Regions from separate parts of the Mus musculus genome. Here region 2 is linked to region 1. Evidence: chromatin contacts called from public HiCAR-type data. All regions are on one chromosome and are shown on one strand. The core of a region is the stretch at or near the end of the contact, and the rest is flanking DNA. Distances in the headings are between cores, read along the strand shown. Region 1 overlaps Alpl (alkaline phosphatase, liver/bone/kidney). Region 2 has its middle 23 kb from the start of Ece1.

What was found. HiCAR-type assays count read pairs that join an accessible place to other places.
Region 2: a HiCAR-type map of kidney shows a contact between it and region 1, with 2.8 times the contacts expected there. The contact joins two enhancer-like sites. A contact is called at or near these places in 3 of 484 Hi-C or Micro-C datasets (the HL-1 cell line, the N1E-115 cell line and granulosa cells), 6 of 115 datasets of contacts at active chromatin or transcription factors (T-cell acute lymphoblastic leukemia, embryonic stem cells, kidney and 1 more) and 3 of 9 other capture datasets (adipose tissue, liver and pancreatic islet).

What each region holds. Positions count from the first base shown.
Region 1 is chr4:137,771,566-137,777,574 of GRCm38.p6, reverse strand. The region is part of intron 1 of Alpl (alkaline phosphatase, liver/bone/kidney); the gene reads left to right. Among named protein-coding and RNA genes, the nearest start is that of Alpl, 22 kb to the left of the region's middle. Within about 2 kb of position 4,049, at least 38 of the 459 cell types and tissues checked have an H3K27ac peak or open chromatin away from gene starts, as enhancers often do. A contact at or near this core is called in kidney and liver, where this site is marked.
Region 2 is chr4:137,836,063-137,842,763 of GRCm38.p6, reverse strand. No RefSeq gene overlaps it. Among named protein-coding and RNA genes, the nearest start is that of Ece1, 23 kb to the left of the region's middle. Within about 2 kb of position 4,778, at least 69 of the 459 cell types and tissues checked have an H3K27ac peak or open chromatin away from gene starts, as enhancers often do. A contact at or near this core is called in kidney and liver, where this site is marked.

The DNA of each region.
Region 1 (6,009 bases), core at 2,800-5,299:
CAGTCAGGGCTACACAGAAGAATCCTGTTTCAAAAACCCGTTTCTTACACCCACATACAAAAACTGACAGTGTTGTTGTATGTTCCTGTGACCAATATGTATTATTTGGGGTCCACCTGTTTTGTGGGTACTGTTTTAGGGTAAGGGATAGGCTTAAATCCTGTCTTTAGCCCCAAGAAAAGGACAGACTATACTCAGGCTTGGTCAGGTCAGTTCCCTCTGCTGATACCTCAGGTCTGAGCATCGCTTTCTCCCCAGGGAGGAGCCATTCACCAAGGTCAGAATCCTCACTTGTCTGATAAGGGATGTGTAGGGTGTCTGTGTCTGTGGGTTCCCTTCTCCTTGTGACCCTGCACATCTTTGACAAATGTCTAGGCTATTCATTCCTAAGGGTGCTGGCTATGGTGGTCCAGGGGCAGTGCGTGCATGCTCAAGAATATGGGCATCTTGGCAAAAGGAGAGCTGAGAAGTCAGTCTGGTTTCCATGCATCTGTGTCCTCCACTCTGAGAACACACAGGCCCAGCTCCATCTGCAGAGAGCTTCTGTCTTCTCAAGAGTTGTCTAGCCGGGCATGATGGCGCACACCTTTAATCCCAGCACTCGGGAGGCAGAGGCAGGCGGATTTCTGAGTTCGAGGCCAGCCTGGTCTACAGAGTGAGTTCTAGGACAGCCAGGGCTACACAGAGAAACCCTGTCTCGTAACCCCCCCCCCAAAAAAAAGAAAGAAAAAAGAAAAAAAAGAGTTGTCTAAGCCCTGCCTTATTTATTTATCTATTTCTCTATTTGTAAATTTGTTTATCTATTTATAAATCTATCTATCTATCTATCTATCTATCTATCTATCTATCTATCTATCTATCTATCTATCTATCTTAGAGGCAGGGTCTGATATGACCCAGTCTGGTCTCATGCTCACTTTCAGATCACTCTATAGCTAAGGATGACCTGGAACCCATGATTGTCCTGAGTGCTGAGATTACAGGCATGGCATGGACCACTGTGCTGTGCTTGTGTGGTGCTGAGGATCCAGCTCAGAGCCTGCTACATGCTAGGTCAGCACTCTACCAACCGAGACACACTTAGGCCACACTGTTCACTTTTGATGAAGGTGAGCAGGCCCAGGTGTGTCCTGTCACACTCTGAGCACAGTGACCTGACCTCCAGAGTAGAGTCACAAGCACTCGGAACCATCAGCCCTGAAATCTAGCTCAGTCTAGAAGAGACAGACCTGTGCCCTTAACAAATTTACTTTTTCAGTGCCAGGATGGAACCCAGGGCCAGTGCTCCACCACTGAGCTGTGCCTCGAATCCAGACCTTGACTTTTTCTTTTTCTTTTTTCTTTTTCCTTTTTTTTTTTTTTTAGTTTTCCAAGACAGGGTTGTTTCTCTGTATAGCCCTGGCTGTCCTGGAACTCACTTTGTAGATTTTTTCTTTTTCTTTTCTTTTCTTTTCTTTTCTTTTCTTTTCTTTTCTTTTCTTTTCTTTTCTTTTCTTTTCTTTTCTTTTCTTTTCTCTCTCTTTCTTTCTCTCTCTCTCCTTCTTTCTCTTTCTTTCTTTCTTTCTTTCTTTCTTTCTTTCTTTCTTTCTCTCTCTCTCTCTCTCTCTCTCTCTTTCTCTCTCTCTCTCTCTCTCTCTCTCTTTCTTTCTTTCTTTCTTTCTTTCTTTCTTTCTTTCTTTCTTTCTTTCTTTCTTTCTTTCTTTCTTTCTTTCTTTCTTTCTTTCTTTCTTTCTTTCTTTCTTTCTTTCTTTCTTTCTTTCTTTTTCCAAGACAGGGTTTCTCTGTGTAGCCCTGGCTGTCCTGGAACTCACTCTGTAGACCAGGCTGGCCTCGAACTCAGAAATCCGCCTGCCTCTGCCTCCCAAGTGCTGGGATCAAAGGCATACGCCACCACTGCCCTGCTGGTTTTTTTTTTTTTTAAGTTTATTTGTTTTATGTATATGAGTACACTGTCGCTGTCTTCAGACACACCAGAAGAGGGCATCAGGTCCCATTACAGATGGTTGTGAAGCCACCATGTGGTTGCTGGAATTTGAACTCAGGACCTCTGGAAGAGCAGTCAGTGCTCTTAAACCGTTGAGCCATCTCTCCAGCCCCTTGCCTTGAATTTTTGACATTAGAAACATTACAAATGAGACAACACCAGAAAAGAAGGTTAGCAAATTAAACCTGGAGGAAAGCCTAGTTTTCTCTGTAATCCTAACACCTGTGAGTACAGAGGTTCACATCTGTAATCCCACATTTGAGAGCCCAAGGTGGGAGATAGAGTAAGACAGGGCTGGAGAGATGGCTCAGTGGTTAGGTGCACTGACTGCTCTTCCAGAGGTGCTGAGTTCAATTCCCAGCAACCACATGGTGGCTCACAACCATCTGTAATGGGATCTGATGCCCTCTTCTGGTGTGTCTGAAGAGAGTGACTGTGAGTTTCAGGGCAGCCAGGGATATAGATAGAGAGATCCTATATTATTAATAATAATATAGAGAGCCTGTCTTAATAATAATAACCATAGAAGAAGACACACACAGTCTCCTCCTCAGCCATGACACACACTGGGTCACTCACAGTCCTTCCAGTCTTTCGTGGCCTCCAGGCTTTTGTACCAGCTGCCTGCCTCTGGTTCACTCAGTCTTGCCTGCTGACTTCAACACCCTGGCAACAGAGACCCTGAGTACTTGCCCCCATTCTGTGTGACTTATGTGACTATGTGTAAAGGTCCCATAACCTCTTTGGGGAAAAACCCGAAAGTCTTGGTCTGCCCCCTTGCTGGCCTGTGTTGAGTGGCGTCTCCTAAAACCTCAGCCGTTTCAGCCCAGCACAATGGCAAACAGTTTTTGAACTTTGGAGTTGAAAACTTTGGACCTAGCTCTGCTGCTCCTGTGCGTGATCTTAGTCCTTTCACCGCTCTGTGTACCCTAAGATGAGGACGACCACATGAGTACCTGCCTCAAAGCACCAGTGGTGGTATAACTCAGTGGCAGAGTGTTCTCCTATCTGGGCTAGGCCCTGGGTTTCAGTCTAACACTGTAGAATTCAGGAAATAATAAAACCTGGCATGCACTTTCCACCTACATCCTATGGACTGAGCCTTAGAGTGTATACCTCTGCATCACGTCTGTGGGATGGGGCGGGTATCACACGGGGCCCCAGGTCTACCAGCTCTAAGACCAAGATTCTCTTTCACCCACACCAGTACTGGGAAGACTATCACTTGAGCCCGGTAGGGGAAGCCGGTTGGAAGTCCCCCCCCCCCCACACACCACACACACACACACACACACACACACACATCCCCGCACATGTGCAGTCCAGCTGTGCATGGTAGGCTTTATGCAAATACACTTTGGTGATGGGCCAGAAGTTAATGGTGGAGACAGAACAAGAGTGGGTTGGCAGTTTAGGGCTCACATGATCTCGGATAGAGCCTAAGGGGTTTTGAGGCTGTGGAGAGGGGCAGAAGAGGCCCCAGGAAAGGAGGCCCCCAGCCTGGGCTGGAAGGATGGGTAGAGCCCAGAAGCAATGCCAGGGACCTCACTCCCGCTGCTTGCTCTGGATTGCCTGGGCTTGTGGCTCTGCCTCCCTCTTTAGTTTCCTCTTCTGTAGGTGTGAGTACAGCAGCCTCTGAGGGCCGCAGTGTGAACTGTAGGGCTCTGGAATATGGGTCCCGGGCCAGCCCTTCTCTGAGCCTGCCTTCCCTCCCTGCCTCTTCTGTCTCTTCCTGCATCGCAGAGGACTTCACTTCAGCAAGGTTGTTCATCACCTCAACCCTGTCAGGGCTTTGACCTATTGGCCCCTGGTGGGCATTAGCTGCTCAATGAACAGCAGCTAGGAGCCATTGTTTAAATACCATTAAAGCCCTAGGACACAGGAGGCTGCTGATGTCCCTGGGCGCTGGGGGACTGTTCCTGCTGTGCAGGTCTGTTCCTTTTAACTTTTAAACAGTTTTGAAGGCTGTCAGGTGGAACAAACAGCCTCAGAGGACAGCCAGCTTAGCCCTGCCCCTGCTACCCAGGGACCAGGGGCAAAGGCCCTGGGCTTGGGGCCAGGAACATCTAGGACATAGCTGGTTCTGCCCCTCTTCAGTTCAGGGACCTTGGGCATGTCACTTGACTCATGTCACTCCTGTGCATCTGACTTCTCCTCTGAGATGGATTTCTTACAGTTCTGTACTGGTGACTTCCCAGGGACTGACTGACCACTTGACTGAAGGGCCCAGTGGGCAGACAAGGACGCTTTCAGGCACCGGGCCTGTTAATACTAATGTTAAATGGAGCCCATACCAACCCGTGGGAAGGTGTGTGTCTCTATTCTAGGCAATCCTACCCAGGAATTCAGGAATTTCCTCTAATTCTTTTCCCCTCCCTCTCCCCCACTTCCTTGCCTGCCTGCTTTCTTCCTTCTATACATACATCCTTCCTTCCATCCATCTGTCTTTCTTTTCTGACATGGTCTCATTATATAGCCCTGGCTGGCCTGGAACTTGCTTTGAAGCCCATGCTAGCCTTGAACTTGAGCAATCCTCCTGCCTCTGCTTCCAGAGAACTTGGGGTCGCAGACTCGCACCGCCATGCACAGCCACGGATTCCACCTGTGTGAATTCGCACACAGTGTGTCTGCCCACCTTTGACGAGTTTGTCCCGTTTCTTCCCTGGGCATGACCGACCCGGTGTGATTGTTTACAGTGTGAGAGCTGAGGGAAACCCTCTGGACTGGAGTTCTGAGGGCAGAGTTTGGGCTCTAAGCAACAGAACAAACCAAAGCAAACAATAGGAGAATGTACTGGCTTCCACTCAGAGGTGAGCTTCAGGCATGCCTGCGGCCAGGGTCTGGATCCAGCGTCCTACTCATGGGTTTTTCTGTAGGTTTCTAGTCCATCACCCAGGCCGTGTTCCCCCCTGGGGCTTCCTCACTTCACACCCACAATGCTCTGGTATCCAGATGGAAACCGTCCCAGCCTCTGCCAGTCACCCGACCTGCAGCCACCAAAAGGAAGAGGGCTTCCCCTGTTGGGGAGGGGAATGGACTCAGAGTAGCCAGATATGACAGCGGGTGTCACCATGTCACTGTGGTGGCAACAGAGAACACTAAAGAGGTCCTGTCTCAGAAACTGACATTGGAAGCTTCGTGGAGTGATCATCCCTGATACAAGGGATGGAGAGGGCAGCCTGAGACAGCCCCCGTGGCTCCCTCTCTCTGCAGAATGGTAATCACAGAGGAGTGGACCAGGGTGGGAGGGAAGTCTGGGAGTGCTACCAGACTCTTAGGTGAGATAGTCCCCCCAGCCCCCAGAACACAGGTAATAAATATTCAAGGCAGGAGGAGCTGGAGGAGAGCCTGCGTGGTCGGAGATGTGCTTTCTGCCAGACCCCCAGCCTAGGCTGAACCAGGGAACTCAGTGGTCATGAGTCACAGCCCGTGTCACAGCCCCAGTCCATGTGGAGGCAGTCCTGCTAGATGCTAGGGTGGCAAAGGCATCGCATGAGGAGTCCACCAGGCTTGGGTGGCTACTGGCTCTCCCACACCTTGCAGTACAAGCCATGAGCTCCTGTGCTCTTGGTCCTGAGAGTTCTGCCCACATTGGATCCTTGGGAGATAGCACAGAAAGCTTCTAGCACATAGTAGGTGCCCTGTGCTTTTAGCACATAGTAGGTGCCCTGTGGAGACATCCTCCTCATCCTATTAGTTGCTGTGTGGCCTTGCCCTGTGCCCTGGGAGCAAGGAGAGCATCCACCAATCAGAACTCTGCTGGCTGACTTCCTGCCTCTGCCACGAAGGGTGATGGTGGTTTCTCTCATCGTCCCTTGTCCTGTTGAATTCCCATTCTAAGGCACAATGTCAAGGCACATTGTGACCATTGGTCTAGCACACCACCGTGGGTTTCAGTTTTTGAGTCAGGAGCTCATGTAGTCCAGGTTGGCTTTGAACTGACTGGAGAGACAGCAAGCGCTGGGGCCGACAGACCTAAGACACCACGCCCTGCTGGATTAGCTCATTACCAGCCCATGTTCCTG
Region 2 (6,701 bases), core at 3,529-6,028, 64 kb before region 1:
GCCCTATCTTAAAAATTAAGAGAGGGAGGGAGGAAGGGAGGGAGGGAGGGAGGGGGGAAGGAAGGAAGGAAGGAAGGAAGGAAGGAAGGAAGGAAGGAAGGAAGGAAGGAAGGAAGGAAGGAAGGAAGGAAGGAAGGAAGAACAGGGCATGGAGCAACTCTTGCAACCCCAGTGCTGAGGAAACAGAAACTGGCAGGTCCCTGGCTGACCAGCCTAGCCTACTTGGTGAGCTAGAGAGAGAGAGAGAGAGAGAGAGAGAGAGAGAGAGAGAGAGAGAGAGAGAGAGAGAGAGAGAGCGCACTGGCTGGACCTAGGTCCCCCGCACCTATGTAGCAGATGTGCAGCTCTGTCTGCATGTGGGTTCCTCAACTGATAGATCAGGGGCTGTCCCTAAAGCCATTGCCTGTCAGCGAAATATGTTCTCCTAACAGGGCTGCTGCCTTGTCTGGCCTCAGTGGGAGAAGATGCCCCTAGCAGTGCAGAGACTTGATGTGGGAGCCAGGGTGGGGGGATACACAGGGGACCTCCATCCTCTCAGAGGAGAAGTGGAGGAGGAGGAGGGAGGGACTGTGTGAGAGGGGGACAGGGAGAGGGGGCAGCAATCAGGATGTGAAGTGAATAAAAAATAAAGAAAACAGAAGGAGGGAGAAGAGGAGGAGGAGGAGGAGGAGGAGGAGGAGGAGAGGAGGAGGAGGAAGAAGAAGAAGAAGAAGAAGAAGAAGAAGAAGAAGAAGAAGAAGAAGAAGAAGAAGAAGAAGAAGAAGAGAAGAAGAAGAAGAAGAAGAAGAGAAGAAGAAGAAGAAGAAGAAGAAGAAGAGAAGAAGAAGAAGAAGAAGAAGAAGAAGAAGAAGAAGAAGAAGAAGAAGAAGAAGAAGAAGAAGAAGAAGAAGAAGAAGAAGAAGAAGAAGAAGAAGAAGAAGAAGAAGAAATGTTCCCTGAGAGGGCACCCTCTGGCCTCCGACACCACACACATTCCTGTGTACTGCCTACCATGAATACCACATACATATCACACAACAGAAAACTGCTATGACCTGACAACAGGTCATCATGTCTGAACAACAGAAATGTAGATGCTGGCATGTGTGGCTCCTGTACCTTCAGGAAGAGAAGCAGTTTGCAAAGCAATGTGCACACAGGACCGTATGTTCCTGCTTAAGCCTGTGCTTTCCTGTTTGTTTGTTTTCTATAACAATCATCCATGGCTTTTGTAATAAAGGAAGAATGGTAGTGGGGCCTTGTGGCTCTGGCCTGTGATCCCCACTACCTGGGAGGTTGAGGCATAAATTCAAGATCAGCAAGGGCGATAGAGTAAGAGAGTGTGTTCAAGGAGATCCTGGGCAACCTACTGAGAATGTTTTGAAATACAAATAGAAGAGGAAGAAGAAGAGAAAGAGAAGGAAGAGGAAGAAGAGGAGGAAGAGGAGAAGGAGGAGGAAAAGGAGGAAGAAGAAGAGAAGGAGGAAGAAGAGGGGGAAGAAGAAGAGGAGGAGGAAGAAGCGGAGGAAGGCTGCAGATACAGCTCAGGGATGAAGCCCTGGCCTAGTCTTAGTGAGGCTCTAGCTTCAGTCCTCGGTACTGAGAAAAGTAAAGAAAGAAAGCTGAGCGTGGTGGTACACACCTTTGATTGCAGCACTCAGGAGGCAGAGGCAGGTGGGTTTCTGAGTTCTAGGCCAGCCTGGTCTACATAGAGAACTCCAAGCTAGTCAGAGCTACACCATGAGATTCTGCCGAGAGAGAGAGAGAGAGAGAGAGAGAGAGAGAGAGAGAGAGAGAGAGAGAGAGAGAGAGAAGAAGAAGAAGAAGAAGAAGAAGAAGAAGAAGAAGAAGAAGAAGGAGGAGGAGGAGGAGGAGGAGGAGGAGGAGGAGGAGGAGGAGGAAGAGGAGGAGGAGGAGGAGGAGGGAGGGGAGAGGAAAAGAAAAGGAGGGAGGGAGGAGGGAGAGAGGAAGGGAGGAAGGAAATTAGACAGACTGAATGACTTGGGTATTACATGTGTGTGCACATGTGTGCATGTTTGTGTGTATGCATGGAGATGCCAGAGGACAGAGAAGGACATCAGATGTCCTTCTCTGTCATTCTGCCCCTTAGTCCCTTAAGGCAGTGTCTCACTGGACCTGATGTTAGGCTGGTGGCTGACAAGTCCCAGCCATCCTGCTTTTTGCACCCCCAAAGCATTGGCATAAATGTGGCTATACCTGGTTCTTATGTGGGTACCAGGGACCTCAGGATGTCCTGATGCTTAGGCAGAAAATCTTATACACCATCATTTCCCAGCTAACACCATCTTCCTTTAGAGATAGGGTCTCTCACTGGCGTGGAAGTCACCAAGTAGGCTAGGCAGTTTGGCCAGTGAGCCCCAGGGATGCTGGTGTCTGCCTCCACAGCTCCGGGATAATAAATATGTGCCTGCATGTCCGGATTTGTACATGCGGGTGAGTCAGATCCTTGTGCTTTGGGACAAACACTTTACAGACAGAACCATCTCCTCGGCCCCTGGATGCTATTGGCTTTTATTTCATGCGCATGCATATTTTGCCCGCGTGTATGTACTAGAGGCTAGAGCAGGGCATTGATTATCTGCAACTGGAGTTACAGACAGTTGTGACCCACCATGTGGGTGCTAAGAATCATTTCTGGGTCCTCTGGAAGAGCAGTCAGTGCTCTTAACCACCAGGCCATGTCTTCAGCTATCCAACTTCTTCTTGAAGTGACTCACTATGCAGTCAGATGGAAAGGCTGGGTTCACTCCCTTTATCCTTCTGCCACAGTAGCTAGCCCCGCCCCCACCCCTGAGGTCCTAAATGCTTCCGAACAAGCACAGATGTGTGCCCACCCAGGGGCGAGTTTGGGGAATTTGTTAGATGCCATCTGGATGAGTGAAGGGGTTGCAAGATGAATTGTGTTGGAAGAAGAACCGAAGCTTCTTGAGATGGTTGGCCTGGCCTCGGGATCATCAGGTGGCGCCTCCCTGGCAAGGGAGTCCTGGAGGTGAGCCATGACAGTTAGGAGCTAACTGGGTGAAGGGAGGGGAAGAGGGTGGTCCTGGCATCCAGTAGAAGTAGAAGTTGTGGGGCAGTAGGGAGGTTGTGGATCTGGCCATGGTGCTGGAGTGCCTAAGAGGCAAGAGAAGCGTCAGGGGCCAGAGTATGTGGCCTTGCAGGCTGCACTGAGGATTTAGACCTTGATCCAGAAGAAAAATAGCTGCCATGTGTCACAGTCACATGCATCCATCGGATGCTGTGTGGTGAGCATACTGAATGAGGACAGTTGGAGACAGTGGCAGTGTTGGGGATCAGCTGCCATGCAGACCTGAGCGTCCCTACCCTCAGCTGGTTCTAATAAAGAATTGCCATTCAGACAACAGCTGGGCAAAGAGACAGAGTGGGAATCTTAGATTGTGCGGGCAAGGGACCAAGAGAGAGGGGAAGAAGAGAGAATTGCTGTGGGATCAGATTTAAGAGCTGCAGGAGAGAAACCATCCAGCAATGTAGGTGGAAAGGGAATGCAGCCCTATGGAGTTGCTGCCCAGAAGGTAACAGGGAAGAAAAGGTAAAATATAGATTTAGAAGGTGTCAAGCCAACGGGGAGATTTAGAAGTGCTCAACCATTGAGCTAGTCAAGGTATATCAAAATTAACTGGTGTGTGTGTGTGTGTGTGTGCTTCATTCATAAATCCAGAGAGCTCTTGGGTGAGTGCAGTGTGCGAGTGACTCACCAGGAGCCAACAGTTTAATTAATTTACTGCAACATGCCAGGTTGCCCAGGGCTGCTATTGAGGCTGTACAGGGGAGGCTTGGGTGAGACAGGTGGGCATGGGCAGACCATGGTATGGATGGGTGGATGGATAAGGGCAAGGGAGAGGGAGGTTTTCCTGATGAGCTCTGGGTTTGTGGATGGAGCAGTGTGTTAGAGTATCAGACTGGGGAGATCTGAGCTGACAGGCTGAGAGTGAGATGTGTTTAAGTCTTGGGCACGCCGGACTGGCCAGCAGTAACGACGCTGCAACAGGATCCTTCTGCACACGTTTATTGGGAGAGCTTGATTGCAGAGGCGAAGAGACCCCGAGCCCAGAACTGGTGCTGCTTATATAGGCCTAGGAGAGGCGTGTCTCACACCCGGATTGGTTATGCACTACGCCTCATTTGCATGTTCCTCATCTGATTGGCTACTCTCTCTGTACCTCACAGAGCCTCATTATCATACCTCATTTGCATGTCTCACATCTGATTGGTTATACTCTCAAAGCCTCGTTATCATGCCCGGGCCAGGCAGTGTCTTTGCAAAAAACTTTACTGCATATGTACACATTGGTTGTTTGTCCAAACTTATGTGTGGTGGCCAGCAGTAGTCAGTGCCACTCTGCAACGGCACATGTGGCTTCCCACATTTAAGGAGAGAAGTGCAAGCAGCTGGATGTCCCTCTTAGGATCAGAGGAAAGGCTAAGTCAGAGTAAGGCCTCCACATCTCTGCAGGATAGACAGGTAGGCTGCGCCACCTTGAGGACCTTGCTGTAAACCAGTAACACACCCCCTGCAACGGAGGTACCCCACAGAGGTGGCGTGCATGGGAGGGCTGCTAGTCCTTCTGTGGACACCCTAGGAGAGAACAGGATGGAGGGGAGGGTCTGAGACGGGGCTGGGGAGTGTCAGCGATCTGCAGAGGAGACTGAGAAGTAGAAACGGGAGGAAACAAAACCAGGAGGAGCTCTGACCACAGAGGACAGAACTCTCATCCCCGGGTGCTGAGGGCTGCCAAGCAAGAGGTCAAGTGTACTGAGTCAGCAGGACATGGGCTGCTGGCTTAGGGAACATCCGGTCAGCGTGACTTGGCAAGCATGGGACAAAATCCAGAATAGCCCGTGCTGAAGGAGAAGAAAACAAACGGGCAGTCCTCCCCAAAGCTTGCTTGTTTGTTTGTTTGTTTGTTTATTTATTATTGGCATCAGGTGCCAAACTCAGGGTCAGTACTCTACTATGGACCCATATTCCCAGGATCCCTCCCCACCTCCACCCCCACCCCCACCCCAGTATAAGACAGAGTCTCATGTAGTCCAGGTTGACACTGAATTCCATGTGTAGCTGAGGGTGATCTTGAACTTCTGATCCTCCTGCCTCTGTTTCTGGAGTGCTGAGATTACAGTGTGTAGTTATAGGTAGGTAATAGACAGACAGACAGAGACAGACAAATGATAGAGAGATGATAGGTAGGTAGATGATAGATAGATAGATAGATAGATAGATAGATAGATAGATAGATAGATGACAGGTAGGTAGATGACAGGTAGATGATAGATGGATAGATGATAGATTATAGATAGATGCTAGATAAGTAGATAAATGATAGGTAAATGATAGATAAGTAGATAAATAATAGGTAGATGATAGATAGATGGTAGATTAGATAGATAGATAGATGATAGATAGATAGATAGATAGATAGATAGATAGATAGATAGATAGATAGATAGATAGATGGATAAACAGACAGACAGATAGATAGACAGATAGAAAGATAGACAGATAGACAGATAGATAGGTGATAGATAAGCCCACCATGGTGAGCTTATAGTTCCGGGATGTGTGCACACGAGACAAGTGTCTACCAACAAGAGCTACAGCATGAGTTACATTCCCTGCCCCCTTTCCCTTAAGGACTTTCTTCCTAAGGAAATAGGCAGGCAGCTCCAGTTTGGGTCAGGTCAAGGGAGGCTCTTCTCTTTTGCTTTCCCCTCCCACCCCCCCCCACCCCCTGAGATGAGCTACTTGCGAGGGCTTGGGTTGGGTGTGGGGTAGACTGTGTGTGTAGGAGAGGGTATGGGGGAATGGCTGGGTAGAAGGATGGGCTGCGGAGGCTGATGCTCGATTTGCTGTGTAGTTAAAGATGACCTTGAACTTTTGATCCTTCTGCCTCCACCTTCCAAGTGCTGTGATGGCTTGCCACCTCTAACTTCCAAGTGCTGGGATTGTAGGTGGGTTGCCACCACAGCTGTCTCAGGAAGGGACGTTACGGCAGGATGCTAATGCTAATGCAGAGAGCCTTCTGTGCTGTGTGGACAGTCTGAAGGTGTCGCATTGAGAGTAGAGAAGAACAGGCATGCCATGCTTGGGAGTAGAGTTCTGGGAGAGTGGAAAGTTTCTAAGGAGCTGCAGGCGGTTCTGAACTCCAAGCAAAGCTGGGTTATCTATCAGTCATCTGTCTGTCTATCTATCTATCTATCTATCTATCTATCTATCTATCTATCTATCTATCTATGTCCTTCTGGCTCAAGCCATCCTCCAGCTTCAAATTCCTGAGTAATTATGTCTACAGGCACTGGCTTTGGTCCTAAATGCTCTGGTTTTTATTTTATTTTATTTTATTTTATTTTATTTTATTTTATTTTATTTTGTCTAGCTCTATCCCTTGATGAAATGACTTTATCTTAAGATCTTAGTTTCCAACCTATAAAAAAGGGGACAAACACAACCCCACTCATTACAGTTTCTGGTTCCTGGATCTGGTCTGGTCTGGCTGTCAACGCCTCCCTCCTCCCACCCCGTCCCCATGTTGAATGTTGGGAAGGGTGACCTGGAAAGCTGTCTGTGTTTATAACAAACTGACCAGCAGGGGCAGCAGATACCTACACAGGAACACCGGAGCAGCCTTGCGCTGTGGTACCCAGAGAGCAATGCAGGGGACAAGACTGAAGCTGCCACTAGG